Regions from separate parts of the Ctenopharyngodon idella genome. Here region 1 is linked to region 2. A link is a contact called in public Hi-C data. All regions are on one chromosome and are shown on one strand. Each heading gives the region's core, a stretch centred on a gene start, on an enhancer-like site or on the middle of the called end of the contact. The rest is flanking DNA. Distances are from core to core; before and after follow the strand shown.

Region 1 (2,794 bases), core at 247-2,746, 690 kb after region 2:
TGTAATTCAGCTTTATCTCACTTCATGCAATGAGCTTTAGGTATCAATGAGGCAGACACCTGAGCAATATTCAGTCCAAAAGCACGAACTACAGAAAATGTGGCCATTATAAGAACTTGATACATGAAAAACATGTAAAGCACATGGTAAAATGGGTAAAACACAAATAAGGCTCATTTATAGCCTTCATAAAGAGAGCTTTGAAATAAAAAATAAAAAGTGTAACATAAATCCCTATCAGCTGAAGAAATGGGATGAAACTAAACCATGTGAGAGGTTCAGTCGCCTACCTCTCCATTAGCTCTCACACTGCCAGGACAGAGAGGGTTGTTGGGGTCATGTCGTGGGATGTTGTCCTCTGACGGTTTCTCCACCTGTCCTTTCCACGGACGCTTCATTCGATGGGCCGAGACCAGAACCCATGAGTCCCGCAGAGGATTGTACCTTAAATGCTGGTGCTCTGAAACAAACATCAAGATGCAAAAAATAATTTGAGTTAAGGTCAACCCACCAGGAGTAAAATATACCTTACATAACTTGTTTAAAATGTTATTCTAGCAAATATTTATTAAATCATGCTTACTTGTGCATTATTTACAGCTGTTTCTGCGTTTGATTTGACTTAAAATGTAACAGGCCACTTGATATGTTAAAAATCATCTTTTGATAACTACTTCGCAGTGTTTGTAAATCACTTTGAGAGGAAAATTTTGACAGTTAAAGTAAAGCATAAACATCATACATTTCTAAGCAATCTATATCACCTAGTTTAAAACACGGTGATAAACAGTAGTATTTAACTAAAATGTATTTTATCTCAAAATGATTCGTAAAATTCCGCTAATACTTTGGAAGGTATTCCCAATGGGTGAATCAGTTCATTGAATTAAACCGTCCGAACGAATCGATTCTATAAAATGATTCAGACGTCCCACCGCTAAATCACATGATCAGCTTCACAGCCAGCCATCACGTGACACATCTAAGCGAGTGTACTATTTTCAGTGATTTCAAAAGACAGGAGTTTGAAAGAAAAAAAAATGGTCATTGCATTACATTAAACAGAATTGTCTGTGAATTATGCAAAGGTCAGAAAAAAATATGCATATGTGTCAATATGTAAAAACCTTACCTTTAGGATCAAACATGGGTTTACTGATACTATCCATCCTACTACTTACTGACATAATAAAATTTTCCTGTGGATACGTAATCTATCCGATCACCCGTTATGGGTTTTAAACATGAATTCAATGATCGTTTCTTGTCAGAGTTTCAAGTCTTCATTTGATCCTTCTCCTAAGTATCCTGTAGTGAACAAGATTGCGTACATAAAACGCAGTATGCAGCTTTTACAGATGAATAAACCGAACAATGTTTCCTCGTTTAAATTTTCTCGAGAACATAAATAATACGAAATACATAACTAAGTTCATTAATTCGATATATTTCACTGTATTAATAAAGGGTGCTTATGTATTTTGCGTATTTTGGTGGCATATTGATAATAATGATGCACCTTCACGTCGATTTCTTCCTTATTGAGCCCTGTGCGATTTCATTGGATTAGAACTAGCCGTTTGTGGCAGCTGATTGGTTGTCACAGATGTTACGTCACCTCACGTCAGCGACCGTCACCTTTCATGTATGCCATGCTGTTTGTCTGAATGAAGTCTGTTTAATGTCTTTTGTAATCTCAGAGAGCTTTTTACTTTTAAATTGTTATTTGTGGTCGGCTTACGATGTCTTTAATAAGAAATATTCTAAAGATGGTGGTGGTTCTTGGTGTTCTGGTGTTGACAGTTCAGTTTATAAGATACTGGATGGCAAATAAACAATATGTCTTTACAAAAGAAGATGTTGCCAAGTTAGCCAAACAGTATGCAGGTGAGTAAACACGTATATTCCGTTTCTATTCTGAAGTTACATCTGTTGCTAAGATATTGCAATAATTGTTCTCTGTTGCAATAGTAATATTGCGAATGTTGTAATGCATATATAGAGCTATAGCTCTATGGATTACACCATTCGCAATATTACTATTGCTACAGAGAACAAGTATTGCAATATCCTATTTATATTTACTTATATTTCCAAGATATACCAAGTATTTTAAACCGCTCTATACAACTTTGAAGTGTGTGTGTGTGTGTGTGTGTGTGTGTGTATATATATATATATATATATATATATTATATATATTATTATTGTATAGATATATTATTGTATAGATTGTATATACATAACACAAAGTTGTATTCAGCTGTTTTTTTTTTTTTTTTTTTTTTTTTTTTTTGCCGTTGGTCAGCAAAGTTGAATAACATGATGGACTGACCTTTTAAGACTGATATTGCTTGATTTCAAACGCAATAATTGACATCAGTGTCAAGTTCTTTCTCTCTTTCTTTATCTACCTGACACTTCCTTTAAAGTTGGCTCGAAAGAAAGATGCGATAGTCTTTTCTTCCTTATTGTGATGTATATCCAAGTGAAACGGCTTCTCAGACAAGAACAAAAGTAGGACGGGGCTTAATTTTGGCCAAATGGGAATCAATTGGAAGGTTGTGGTTTGCTATTGGTGGATCTCATGTGAGTGACAGGTTGTCCCGCCCTCACGCCAATAAACACATCATCAGAAAAAGAAGAGATGTCACTGCAAGAGGGAGGGGAATTTATTTGATAAAAGATTACAAGGCACATGAATTTAAAATAATAATAATAATAATGTGTATGGATAAATCATTTATAATAAATAATGCAATATTCCATTAAAAAAAACAATTGTCCATTTTGA
Region 2 (2,952 bases), core at 7-2,506:
GGTTTTTGAGGAAAACATTCCAGAATTTTTCTCCATAGTGGACTTCACTGGGGTACAATGGGTTGAAGGTCTAAATTGCAGTTTCAATGCAGCTTCAAAGGGCTCTACACGAACGAGGAATAAGGGTCTTCTAGTGAAACGATTTTTCTAAAATAATAAAAATGTATACTTATAAACCAAAAATGCCCATCTTGCACTAGCTCTGCGATGTGCCACGCATTACGTAATCACGTTGAAAAGGTCACGTGTGACATAGGTGGAAGTAGGTACTGCTGTAGGGCGGAAAACTCCATCTCATTTTCTCCTCCAACTTCAAAATCATCCAACATCGTTGTTTTACCATTTTTTGTAAAGGGCGTTTGACTTAGTCTTTGCACGTTTGCTTTGTAAACACTTGCTCTGTACTTCCGCCCAATGTGATTACACAATGCATGCCGCATCGCAGAGCTAGCATTGTGGTTAAAAAGTATATAATTTTTATTTTCTTTATGTACCGATCGTTTCGCTAGATAAGACCCTTATTCTTCGGCTGGGATTGTGTAGGGCCCTTTGAAGCTGCATTTAAACTGCAATTTGGACCTTCAACCCCTTGGTAGCTGTCAAAGTCCATTATATGGAGAAAAATCCTAGAATGTTTTCCTCAAAAAACATAATTTCTTTTCGACTGAAGAAAGAAAGATATAAACATCTTGGATGACATGGGGGTAAGTAAATTAGCAGGAAATTTTAATTCTGTAGTGAACTAATCTTTTAAACCAGGCCTGGACAAACTATTGACGGTGACAGTTTGTCACTTGATAAAAAAAAAAAAAATAAATAAAAATATATATATATATATATATATATATATATGTGTGTGTGTGTGTGTGATTAATATGAGATGATTTAAATTTAAAACAGTAATTGAGAGGAAAAACAGTATAAGCACTGCCTACTTAAAACAATGACATGTTCATGTGTAAAAATTATTTGCTATTAGGCTATTTGTAGAGTTCTATTTGTGTAGAGTTCATATCATTTCATTTAATCCTGAACAGACACGCACAGTTTCATAAATTAATGCAGAGCATGCCTGACAGATTAATCAGGAGATGCGTTCTAAGTAGTGAACATAAGATACACTAACCCCCGGTTTCACAGCTTAAGCCTAGTCCCAGACTAAAATGCATGTTTGTAAAATATCTACTTTTTCTTCACAAAAAGAGTACATACTTTGGGGGCATACAATAAGTAGTCGAATTGGGACGCAGCATGTTTAGATCCTCGTGTTGGTCTCATTCCAGTTCGACTCACGGTTTAATTCAAAGGAACCGATTCAGTGATTCGCGATAACGAATCAAACATAACCAAAGAACAAACAGTCCATCATACCGATGAGCTGAATGAAATGAGGTGAGGAAACGGCATGTGTAAAATATACATTATGTCTGGTGTTTTTGTGTAATACGCAGCTATGTGAGAATGGTGCCTTTTTAGGTTTTTATGTGATTTGTTATGATGGCTAATAAATGTAATCGTTTGCCTTGAGCAGTGGATTAGCTTATCAGCTAGTTAGCAGCAAAGCTAATGCTAATTTTTAAAAAAAAATAAATCTCGCTCGGCAAAGATATCCTATTGCAATACTTTTTTTTCATTTAAATGTAAAAAGCACCTATATATATATATATATATACACACACACACGCGCATACATGCATTACATACCATATATACATATATGTCTGTATATAAATCTGCTCTTAATATTCTCTTACAAATTTTGATCTGTTCGTGCCTTATTGATGATGTTCTCATGAAAAGATCATGTGGTCATGATTCACAGGTTTGTACTGTTACTCTCATCTGCTGTTCTCTTCTCTGAGTCAAGTCAGAGCATCATGACATTTAAACAGTACCACATTTGCAAGAGTGCATGCTTTAATTTGTGTATACTCGTTTATTCCAGCAGATCAGGTTTCTGACCCCTCCATGGAAGAGGCCAGCGATGAGGGGCTTTTACTCAAAGCTGGATTCCTCATCTTTGGGCATGGCTGTGCCTCTGAACCTGGCCGTGGAGACTGAGAAAGCTCAGGCCCTGCTCCAGACCTTCAGCACTGCCTCTCTGTTAGCCAGCGCAGGCCTGGGCACTTTCTGCTTCTTCGTTGATCACTTTCTGACACTCCCCTTCATCCAACACCATCTGTGGTTCAGGGCTGTCCTTGATAACGCCGTCCATGGCATTATTGGACTCTGGTCCTGGGCCATTGTGATTGGGTTGAGGAAGAAAAGTGACTTCTATGAAGTCGCCTTGGCTGGGTTTCTGGCCTCTGTCATTGACCTGGACCACTTCTACTTGGCTGGATCATTGTCGCTTAAGGTGAGTGTCTTTTATTAGCATCTGAAAACTGCCGATGACCAAGAGAAAGCTGGTTGGTTTGAAAGTGACTTCTGTGTGAGCTGTGCTTTATATGTTGCTACATTATTGACAGTGGACTTTTTTGCTTGTGAATTTTCGTCGGAATATTGCTAATGTGACTGCATCAAACAAAAAAATGATTGATGATAGAAAAAAATTATTTCAAGTTCAAATCTTACTTCCAAAAAATGCCAAGAAAGATTAAAAAAATGAAACATTTGTGAATAGATTTACAGCAGCATCTAAATATAGGCCTAATCAGTAGGTAGACTACTCATCCACTGATCATTCGCTTGCCCTCACGTTCTAAGCCATGATTTTCTTTCTATTTTTTTTTTATTTTTTTCCCCAGCATGAAGATATTTTTGATTGATTAGTAACTGCTCTGGCGGATTTAGTGAGTTTAGAATGATTCAAAACAGCAACTTTGAGTCTTTTAAATAATTATTTTAATAAAACATTAGTTTTGTTAGTTGTAGATTCTCTTATGCCAAATGTATACTGAAAAGGTGGGACAGAAGCAAGTGGCATTTAGATGTATATTACTTTGTATAGAC

The links. A called contact is a pair of places that touch in the nucleus more often than the background predicts.
Region 1: a contact with region 2 is called in a Hi-C map of muscle, with 6 times the contacts expected there. The contact joins the promoter of galt here to the promoter of tmem267 in region 2. A contact is called at or near these places in 2 of 2 Hi-C or Micro-C datasets (both in muscle).

What each region holds. Positions count from the first base shown.
Region 1 is chr10:27,749,306-27,752,099 of HZGC01, forward strand. galt (galactose-1-phosphate uridylyltransferase) reads right to left here and starts at 1,497. Exons shown (of 11, transcript XM_051907629.1): 1 at 1,133-1,497; 2 at 291-460. The coding sequence starts at 1,187. It overlaps sigmar1 (sigma non-opioid intracellular receptor 1), which reads left to right and starts at 1,620. Exons shown (of 4, transcript XM_051907632.1): 1 at 1,620-1,887. The coding sequence starts at 1,743.
Region 2 is chr10:27,055,376-27,058,327 of HZGC01, forward strand. tmem267 (transmembrane protein 267) reads left to right here and starts at 1,257. Exons shown (of 3, transcript XM_051910693.1): 1 at 1,257-1,392; 2 at 1,946-2,356. The coding sequence starts at 1,985.